Regions from separate parts of the Gossypium arboreum genome. Here region 1 is linked to region 2. The links are chromatin contacts, called in public Hi-C maps. All regions are on one chromosome and are shown on one strand. Each heading gives the region's core, a stretch centred on a gene start, on an enhancer-like site or on the middle of the called end of the contact. The rest is flanking DNA. Distances are from core to core; before and after follow the strand shown. Region 1 holds the start of LOC108484209 (beta-fructofuranosidase, insoluble isoenzyme CWINV1-like). Region 2 holds the start of LOC108477473 (protein indeterminate-domain 12-like).

Region 1 (4,037 bases), core at 672-3,171, 200 kb after region 2:
TACTTTTAAATTAAAGGAATTTTGTCGTTTTATATTTTTTATTTAATAATTAAAGTGTAATTAGTAACATTTTTAAAGGGCTTCAATTAAATTAGACTATTTCACCAATATTATTTTTATGGAATGCCAAATAACCAAGTTAAATTCTATTTGCATGGAAGGCCACATTTGCCTATTTATACATCATGCCAACAAAACATTATAGCCACGTTTTGCATGGATACTCCAAGGGTTTTGCATTAGGAGAAATACATGTCATCATCCACCATATACACTTTCATGTTTGGCAGCACATTGACTTGGAAAGATAATGCATCCTCCCTCACTACACACCATAAACATGGAGACTCGTGTATATATATATATCATCAAGTTTTCACACCAAAACAACATAAATTCATTTCAAAGATAAAATAACCCATACAAGAAATGCCTCTAAGATATGTTATTCATCAACATAAAAAATACAAGAGCATTTAAAACAGATAAAACCAAAGATTTTCACCCCTTGTTTCCCGCTTCTTTGCTTGTGGTCCACTCAAAACACTTGGCATTAAATGAGCCTGGGATGCCATGGGTAGCCACACCGTGAGGTCCACATCCCACCACTAATGCTTTTGACAAAACTACTAACTATAACATTAATAATAAATAATATATATTTAATCTGTAATGAAGTTTTTTTTTAATACATAACATGAATCCAATGATTCCGTAAGATCAATTTTGAGTTTTTAGTAATTTCGCTTTTCAATAATTTCAAATCTATGACCGAAGTTGTAAATGATATGGAAACTCGAAATTTAAATCAAAATTGAATCCAAAAAGTGAAATCTTAACTAACTTGGTATTAAAGATAACTTGGACAAAAATAGCTATTACAACTTTCACACCGTTATAAATTCATTACATGAGAAATGTTATTTTTTTTAAGAATAGAATTATCAAATTTAGAAAAAAAAAATATTTATAGTAGATGTCGAAGGACAAGTTCCATTAGTACAATAAAAGCTTTAGCTTTAGCATTAATAGAATATTATAACACGTTAACAATTGTTTTTATTACAATTCAAGCACGATATATTTAGAGTGATTGCAAGCACTTAACACGATAAAAAAATTAGCCCCTGATGGTCCAAAGCAACGAGTAAAAATTGATAAAAGAATTGAGCATTCATCAAACTATAGAGGACGACAACAAAACCATCCCTAAAATGACTTGTAAAATTAATATTACATGCATAAGCAAAACTAAAAATCGTACTATAAGAGTAGATAAAAACTTCTAAAAATAAAGATTTATTAAACAATGGAAAAGCAAACAAAAAAAATATAAAACTTAAGATGACACGAGTCCAAATTGACTCGTGAAATCATTTATTATTCTAAAATATTCTCAAAACAGAAATAGATTAAGAAGTTAACGAAGAACCACTCACTTTCCAAGAAAAACTACTGGCTACATGTGGAGTTTTAGCGAACGACAGACATCGTTATCTGTTTATCATAACTTGTAAAGATAGCAAAGATACTCACAAAATAAATCTGTAAATTGAAAAAGAGAGAAGACATGTGGAGCGAATGAGAAGAAGAAAGAAAAAATCAGTGAGAGAGAGAAAAAAGCGGGTGATAGCTAATCCAATTGCATGAGCAAATTTAAATTATTAAAATGTCATAATCTAATTTAATGGAAGCCCAATTGGAATTCAAATTTTAAAATCTTGTGAAAAGTATAGGGATTGGGAAATAATTAAACTCTTTTGAATAGATTGATAATAAAGACACAATCACGTGTTTTCTTGTCAGGTAATTGGTATCTCATTTGTTACTTATAGAAACTAAGCATATAATTAAATGGACAAGTTGCATTAGTAAGAGTATTAAATTTAATAAACTTATCTATATTGCTATATAAGTCTGGCACTCTTTCCTTATTCATTTGGGTTTTTGAGTTGACCCTGCACTGTTACAGGAACAAATGGGGAAAAAGTTAACCAGAATATGATTCAGCCTACCATCCTGAAACTGTCTTCATTTTGTTAATATCTTTATGGGAACTACATAACAACCATTGAGCCATTGATGACTTACCTGAAGCTGGAGGTTACAATGGAGAAATCTGTTGTTTTGGTCATTGGCTTCTGGCTTTTGTTGTTGGGAAATGGAGTTCAATCTCATAGACAAGACAAAAAGCATCAATCTCTTCCAAGGGATCAGCCTTATAGAACTGGCTACCACTTTCAGCCTCCCAAAAACTGGATGAATGGTTTGTTTCCTTACAACTTCGACTTACCGTCTTTATACCCAGTTTTACAGAGTTGACTTTTTCTTTTTTGTGTGTTTTTTGACATGTAATCCTCAAATGGGGCACTTATGGCACTGCAGATCCTAATGGTAAGCCATTTTGTTTCTCCTGGTTAAGCTTTTCATGTGTTATGGTCATGATATTCCTGCAATTCCTCATATGAACAAACAAACTGTGGTTAATTTTGTAATAATGTTCCATATGATCCATCTACCTCAGGTCCAATGTACTACAAGGGAGTTTACCATCTGTTCTATCAATATAATCCGTATGCTGCAGTGTGGGGCAACATAACGTGGGCTCACTCAATATCATATGATCTTGTCAACTGGATTAATCTTGATATTGCACTTTCTCCCGGTGATCCTTTCGATATCAATGGTTGCTGGTCAGGCTCAACCACGTTCCTTTCCGGGGAGAAACCTGTCATTTTATACACTGGAAGTGATACCATGAATCGTCAAGTTCAGAACTTGGCTGAGCCAAAGAACCTATCTGATCCTCTGCTAAGGGAATGGGTAAAATCATCTCATAATCCTCTAATGTCCCCTGTTGATGGTATTGACCCAAAGAACTTTAGGGATCCAACAACTGCTTGGCAAGGCCCTGATGGATTATGGAGAGTCTTAGTTGGAAACGAGATGGATGGCCATGGAAGGGCACTGCTCTATCGAAGTCAAGATTTCATTACATGGTCCCAGAGCAAAGAACCTATTCACTCATCCACAAGGACTGGCATGTGGGAATGTCCTGATTTCTATCCAGTTTCCATTGATGGAAAAAATGGAGTTGAAACCTCTTCACTTGACAAATTCACAAAACATGTTCTCAAGGCAAGCTTCGACAACAGCGATCACTATGTACTAGGAAACTATACCTCCGTGACAGATAACTTTTTGGTTGACACTGATTTTTTGGACAACGGTTCAGATTTACGATATGATTATGGTAACTTTTATGCTTCAAAGACATTTTTCGACAGTGGCAAGAAGAGAAGGATTTTATGGGGATGGATATTAGAGTCCGATAATACAACAGATGACGTCAAGAAAGGTTGGTCTGGTCTTCAGGTAATATAACCTGTAATCCTGGTAGTCACATAATATAATTGCAAGTGGTTCAGATTGAAGATTCCAAGTTTTCTAACATAACTGATGTTTGTTTTCAGTCGATTCCTCGAACCATTCTCCTTAGTAAAACTGGTAAGCAATTGATTCAATGGCCACTGGAAGAGATTGAGAAGCAGCATACCATAAAAGTCAGCTTCGAGAACAAGGAACTTAAGGGTGGATCTGTACTTGAAGTCTCAGGCATTACAGCTTCACAGGTATTGCTTTATTTCTCAATTATGCTTGATGCTCAGGAATCACTTACAGGTGAAATATTAGTTAACTATATTGGCTTCATGCTGCTAAAGGCCGATGTCGAAGTTTCCTTCAGTTTGTCCAGCTTAAAGGAGGCTGAATTAATGGATCCAAGTTGGGTTGATCCAAAACTGCTCTGTAGTCAAAAGACAGCATCAGTTCGAAGCAATGTTGGACCATTTGGAATACTGGTTTTAGCTTCGAAAGACTTGACAGAGCAAACCGCAATCTTCTTTCGCGTTTTTAGAAGTGAGGACAACTATGTAGTGCTCATGTGCAGTGATCAGAGCGGGTCATCAGTAGAGGAAGGACCCCAAAAGACCATTTATGGAGCTTTCATTGACATAGACCCTCTCAATGAAAAGATT
Region 2 (4,462 bases), core at 1,903-4,402:
TTCTCAGCATCATATGTAGAAGTTGGGAATCTGAAGAACCATAACCTAACCTTGCCATGGTGTTTGACTGTGCTGGTTTTGTTGCCCAAACGTTGAAGAAGGGTTTAAACGATGATTAAGTGCAGCTAAGTTGGGGAAATCTCTATGGGGAAATGCTTTAAGACCCAAGAAATCTCTTGTCATCCCATCATTCCCTCCCATGTTATTGCTTTGGGAATGGGATTCTTTTGTTTTTGAGAGATGATCAGTGGTGGGTTCTTGAAAATCAATGGGGTTTCCTTTGGTGTTCCATACCCTGTTGAAAGACTGTTCAAATGATGAAGACCCGTCAAACCCAGAAGATAAAGAACACATCATATCATGGAGTAGAGAATTTGGAGTAGCAGCGGGTGACTGTTCCATGAAACCAGAGGTGATAGCTGTTGCAGCTTTATTCCCCAAAGATGCCAACCCATGGGGAGAACCACTTCCAAGGTCTTCACGTGGGAATAAACCCAGACCAGAACCAGCTGTAGACGAGGCAAAAGACGTGGAACCACTGGTTCCTCCTGACATGTAAGCTCTTTGCATGGAAGCCATAGCCGCTACTGGTGATGATTGTAAGGGTTGGCTCATAGTCACACCCATTTGAGCTGCTTTCTGCAGGAGTGCTGTTGCAGACATGTGTGGAGATGCTGTTTGGGTCTGGAATGGAGGAAGAAGTGTATTAGAACCAGTGTTTTGGCTAGGGTTTTCGTTTTGTGACAGTGGGTGATCTAAAAGGTTTATTGGTGGGGGACCAGGCCATGGTGGATTAAGGCTATCTTCTGTTGTTGGTCTTGCATTGAAAGGATGTTCTTCTCTTTTCACTGATAAGCCATAGAAATCGTGGCTATGGAGTTGGGATTGCAGATTGTTCATATGTGAAACTGAAGAACCACCAGGTACTTGCTGTGCTGGGCCTGTAATTGCTCTTGCACTCTCCTCAGCCAAGGCATCGCAAAACGCTCTGTGAGTGATGAAACTGTCCCTTCTGTATCAATCCCCCCCCCCCCCCAAAAAAAAAAAAACAAAAAGAGCATCTCATCAGCAAGGGATCCAACATAAAACAGTGGTGCAATAGTACCTTTCTCATGTGATCAACTTTTTGTATCCTCACTAGTCCCCCGGACAAAAGACATACCAGGTGTAAGTAACCATCAAAAAGTTACTAATTTCTTAATCTAAGCACCATTCTCTTGTTCTCGTTGGCCATTAGAATATTGTTTCTCAAACCCCTTTCTGAATATTGTGCTCCACGAGGCTACTACTCTTTTACTGTTCTTGAAATTAATACTCTATACACTGTGCTATGCAAATCATGTGAACCTGGTATGTACTGCTACCAGCAGCCTGTCAGCCTTTATTCTTCCTACATATATGTATGTATATATCACATACAATCACATAACACAAGCTAACGTTATTTGCATGCAGAAGAATGAAGGTTGGCAATCAGTTGAATACTCAATAACACCTTAACAAGCACCAGTGTTTGAGCTTCGCCGACAGTTCCATTTAAAGTGAGATTTGTATTGTAAATATCACTATCCATCTTTTCTAAAACTGAGTGACATTTGATTTGTAAACTTAAGTGGGTTACTCATAGATGATGTTATTGTTGAGTTTACCTGGAGAAAAGGGTGCCGCAGTCACATCTATACTCTCTGGTGCCACAAATTTTGGAATGAGCTTTCCAGTCAGATTGAACAGCGTAAGTCTTTGAACACTTTTCGCATTTCCATTTCTTCTCACCATGCTTTCTGCAGAAGTGTTTCTTGATCCCCGTGAGGTCTCCAAGAGCCCTAGCTGGGTCATGGTGCACGCATGTTGTCTCTGGGCACACATACACCTTCTTCCTCACCACTTCCTTGTTTGTTCTTTGCTTTAGTTTCCATGGCAGGTTATGCCCTCTCCTATGGAGCTGAAGGTTCTGGTCTCTTTGAAACCCTTTGTTGCAGATCTCACACATGAATCTATTTGTTGCCAACAGTGTCTTTGGGGACAAAGCTATGACTTCTGCATCTGGGTCTGAATGCAAAAAAATAATAATAATAATAATAGAGACCCCAAAACGGTAGAATGATGTTTGATTAATTTAGAGAAAATTGATATTAACCTGGGTTGCCTGGAAGATTTCTCTTCTTCTTTGCTGCTGCAGGTGCTTGATTTGTTGAAGCAAAAGACTGTTGTGGTGGGTACAGTACTGTGCCTGAAGAAGCACTAAATTCACCAGATGTTGAAGTCAAATTGGACATACTCTCATCCATCCCTATTATATACTCGATCACTGGATTTTGTGATGATGATACAAATTTTATATATTTACACACACACAAAAGATTCACTTGATGACAACCCTATAGACTTCTACATATATTATTTATCAACTTTATAATATATATTACCTATGACAGAAAGTTCTGAGATCTGCTTATGAACCACTTATCTAGAAAGGCTGTTTAAAGTGGAAAGTAACAAATAATGCAAGAAGAGTAGCAGATCCCCTTCCTCTACCAAATCCCATATCATCTTAATTTTGAATTTCTTAGTATCTTGCTGGTATTCTACTGGGTTTTTTTTTCTTTGCTTTTAATTGCAGTAAGTTGTTGAAACTTGAATTGAAGCTATATATATAAACAAAGAGAGATGATGTAAAAAATGAAAAGAACAAAGACTAGAGTGAAGAAAGACAAGTTCCAAAATGGATTATGGCGCCCCCCAAAACCTTAAAATCTTTGCTTGTTGCAGATGAAAACTCCATGAAGATCAATGAACCAAACGCCATATACTCGAACCCCCAAAAGAGAACAGAAAGAATATTAAAAAGAAACTGCAAAACGTGAGAGAGAGAGCTGAGGGGAAAGGGAGAGAGGTAGAGATGTGGATGAGAATTGAGAGGAGAGATTCCTGAGAAACAAACACTCCACTTATTATCTCCCCCCCCCCCAACAAAAAAAAAAAAAAAAACCAAAAGCCAATAGAGGTTTGCTTGTTTGTGACCTTTTCACTTTCTGTCTTTTCTTGTGTTTTCTTCTTAGTCTTACTCTCTCAGAGGGGGAAAAAAAGCAAAACAAAATAACTTTTTTTCATGCTGGTTTTTTTTTTTTTTTAATAAAAAGAACACTGATTTTATTCCCCATTTTCACACCACCTTTCCTCTTAACATAAAAAGTAGGCATAAAGTAACCCAAATCAAAAAGATGGTAGTAGTATTTTACTTGCCCGTAAGTAATCACATGTAAAGGATTAAACTGAAATGAATATAGATTATGTATGTCATATATATTACGATTAATTCTATAGTTTGTCCTCACATCATGATTCCAGTTTCAAATTTCAAAGCATTATAATTGAATCATTAAAGTATTTCGTGAATCTAATTGTTAGCATGGTATTAAATACTAGATCAAATTTAATGTAGAGTATATTTAAAATATATTAATTAAATTGTAAACATGAGTATATGAATAGCTTAAATTTTACATATTAAAAATGAAATAACTCTCTTAAATCTTATTAGTAGGGTGAGGCTAAGAATTTAGTGTAGAAATTTGGGGACTTTGTGCTAAAATAACTTAAATTGAGGAAGGACTGAAATAATTTTTTAGATTTAATCAAGAGGTTAAAAGAGATTATTAAATTTTAATAGATGCTAAAAATGCAATTGTACCTTTTAACCAAGGGCAAGCCCTTTGTAAACGCTTTATATAATTTGATTCATAACTAACATTTTAACTCCTATAAATTGAGAATTAGGTTGATGGATAAAATTCATTCATATAATTTTATACTTTGAAAATTTTTAAAGTTTAAGGATAATTTAAGATTTTCTTCTTTTTTTTTGAGAATTGATCAAATAGGAATAAAAACAATAATTTGGGAATGTGTGATAGAATTAATCCTGTATTTATATGAAGAAAGCAAAGTTGATTACATTCTTTTAAGAAAATTGTAAATATTTATGTACTTAATACATGGACAACTTAGATCAGATGTGTCAAAAGAAGAAATAACTCCTCAAAATTTTATTTCCACTATTTTTAACACTTTAAACCCAAACTATATTAATGTAATAAGTATATACGTATTTACAATTTGATCTACATGCTTTAAATATGTTTCAAGATAGATCTAATCCGGATTTTAACACCAATAAATTGAAGGTTAAGTTAATAAAAAGTTGTGATGGATATAATATTAATATTTGAGGATTCAAAGATATGGAGTAAGTTAGAATGAAAACAATAAATAGGGGATGTATGAGAGAATTAAGCCTATATTTATGTAAAGAAAGCAAAGTTGATTACAGGCTTTTTAAGAAAGGATAAAAGAGGTTAGAAAGCAAAACGTCTTTCGTCTGAGAAACCTTACATAAAACATGATTGATTCAGTGATTGAACACCAAATTCCAGCAGAGACACAGTTCCCAAAATTCTTTCTT

What was found. Hi-C and Micro-C count contacts between places; a contact is called where the count stands out from the background.
Region 1: a Hi-C map of leaf shows a contact between it and region 2, with 2.9 times the contacts expected there. The contact joins the promoter of LOC108484209 here to the promoter of LOC108477473 in region 2. A contact is called at or near these places in 2 of 5 Hi-C or Micro-C datasets (both in leaf).

Annotation. Positions count from the first base shown.
Region 1 is chr6:111,015,717-111,019,753 of ASM2569848v2, forward strand. LOC108484209 (beta-fructofuranosidase, insoluble isoenzyme CWINV1-like) reads left to right here and starts at 1,922. Exons shown (of 6, transcript XM_017787915.2): 1 at 1,922-2,266; 2 at 2,386-2,394; 3 at 2,525-3,375; 4 at 3,474-3,632; 5 at 3,723-4,037. The coding sequence starts at 2,083.
Region 2 is chr6:110,818,784-110,823,245 of ASM2569848v2, forward strand. It overlaps LOC108477473 (protein indeterminate-domain 12-like), which reads right to left and starts at 3,153. Exons shown (of 3, transcript XM_053029215.1): 1 at 2,138-3,153; 2 at 1,650-2,049; 3 at 1-1,009. The coding sequence starts at 2,288. The coding sequence ends at 46.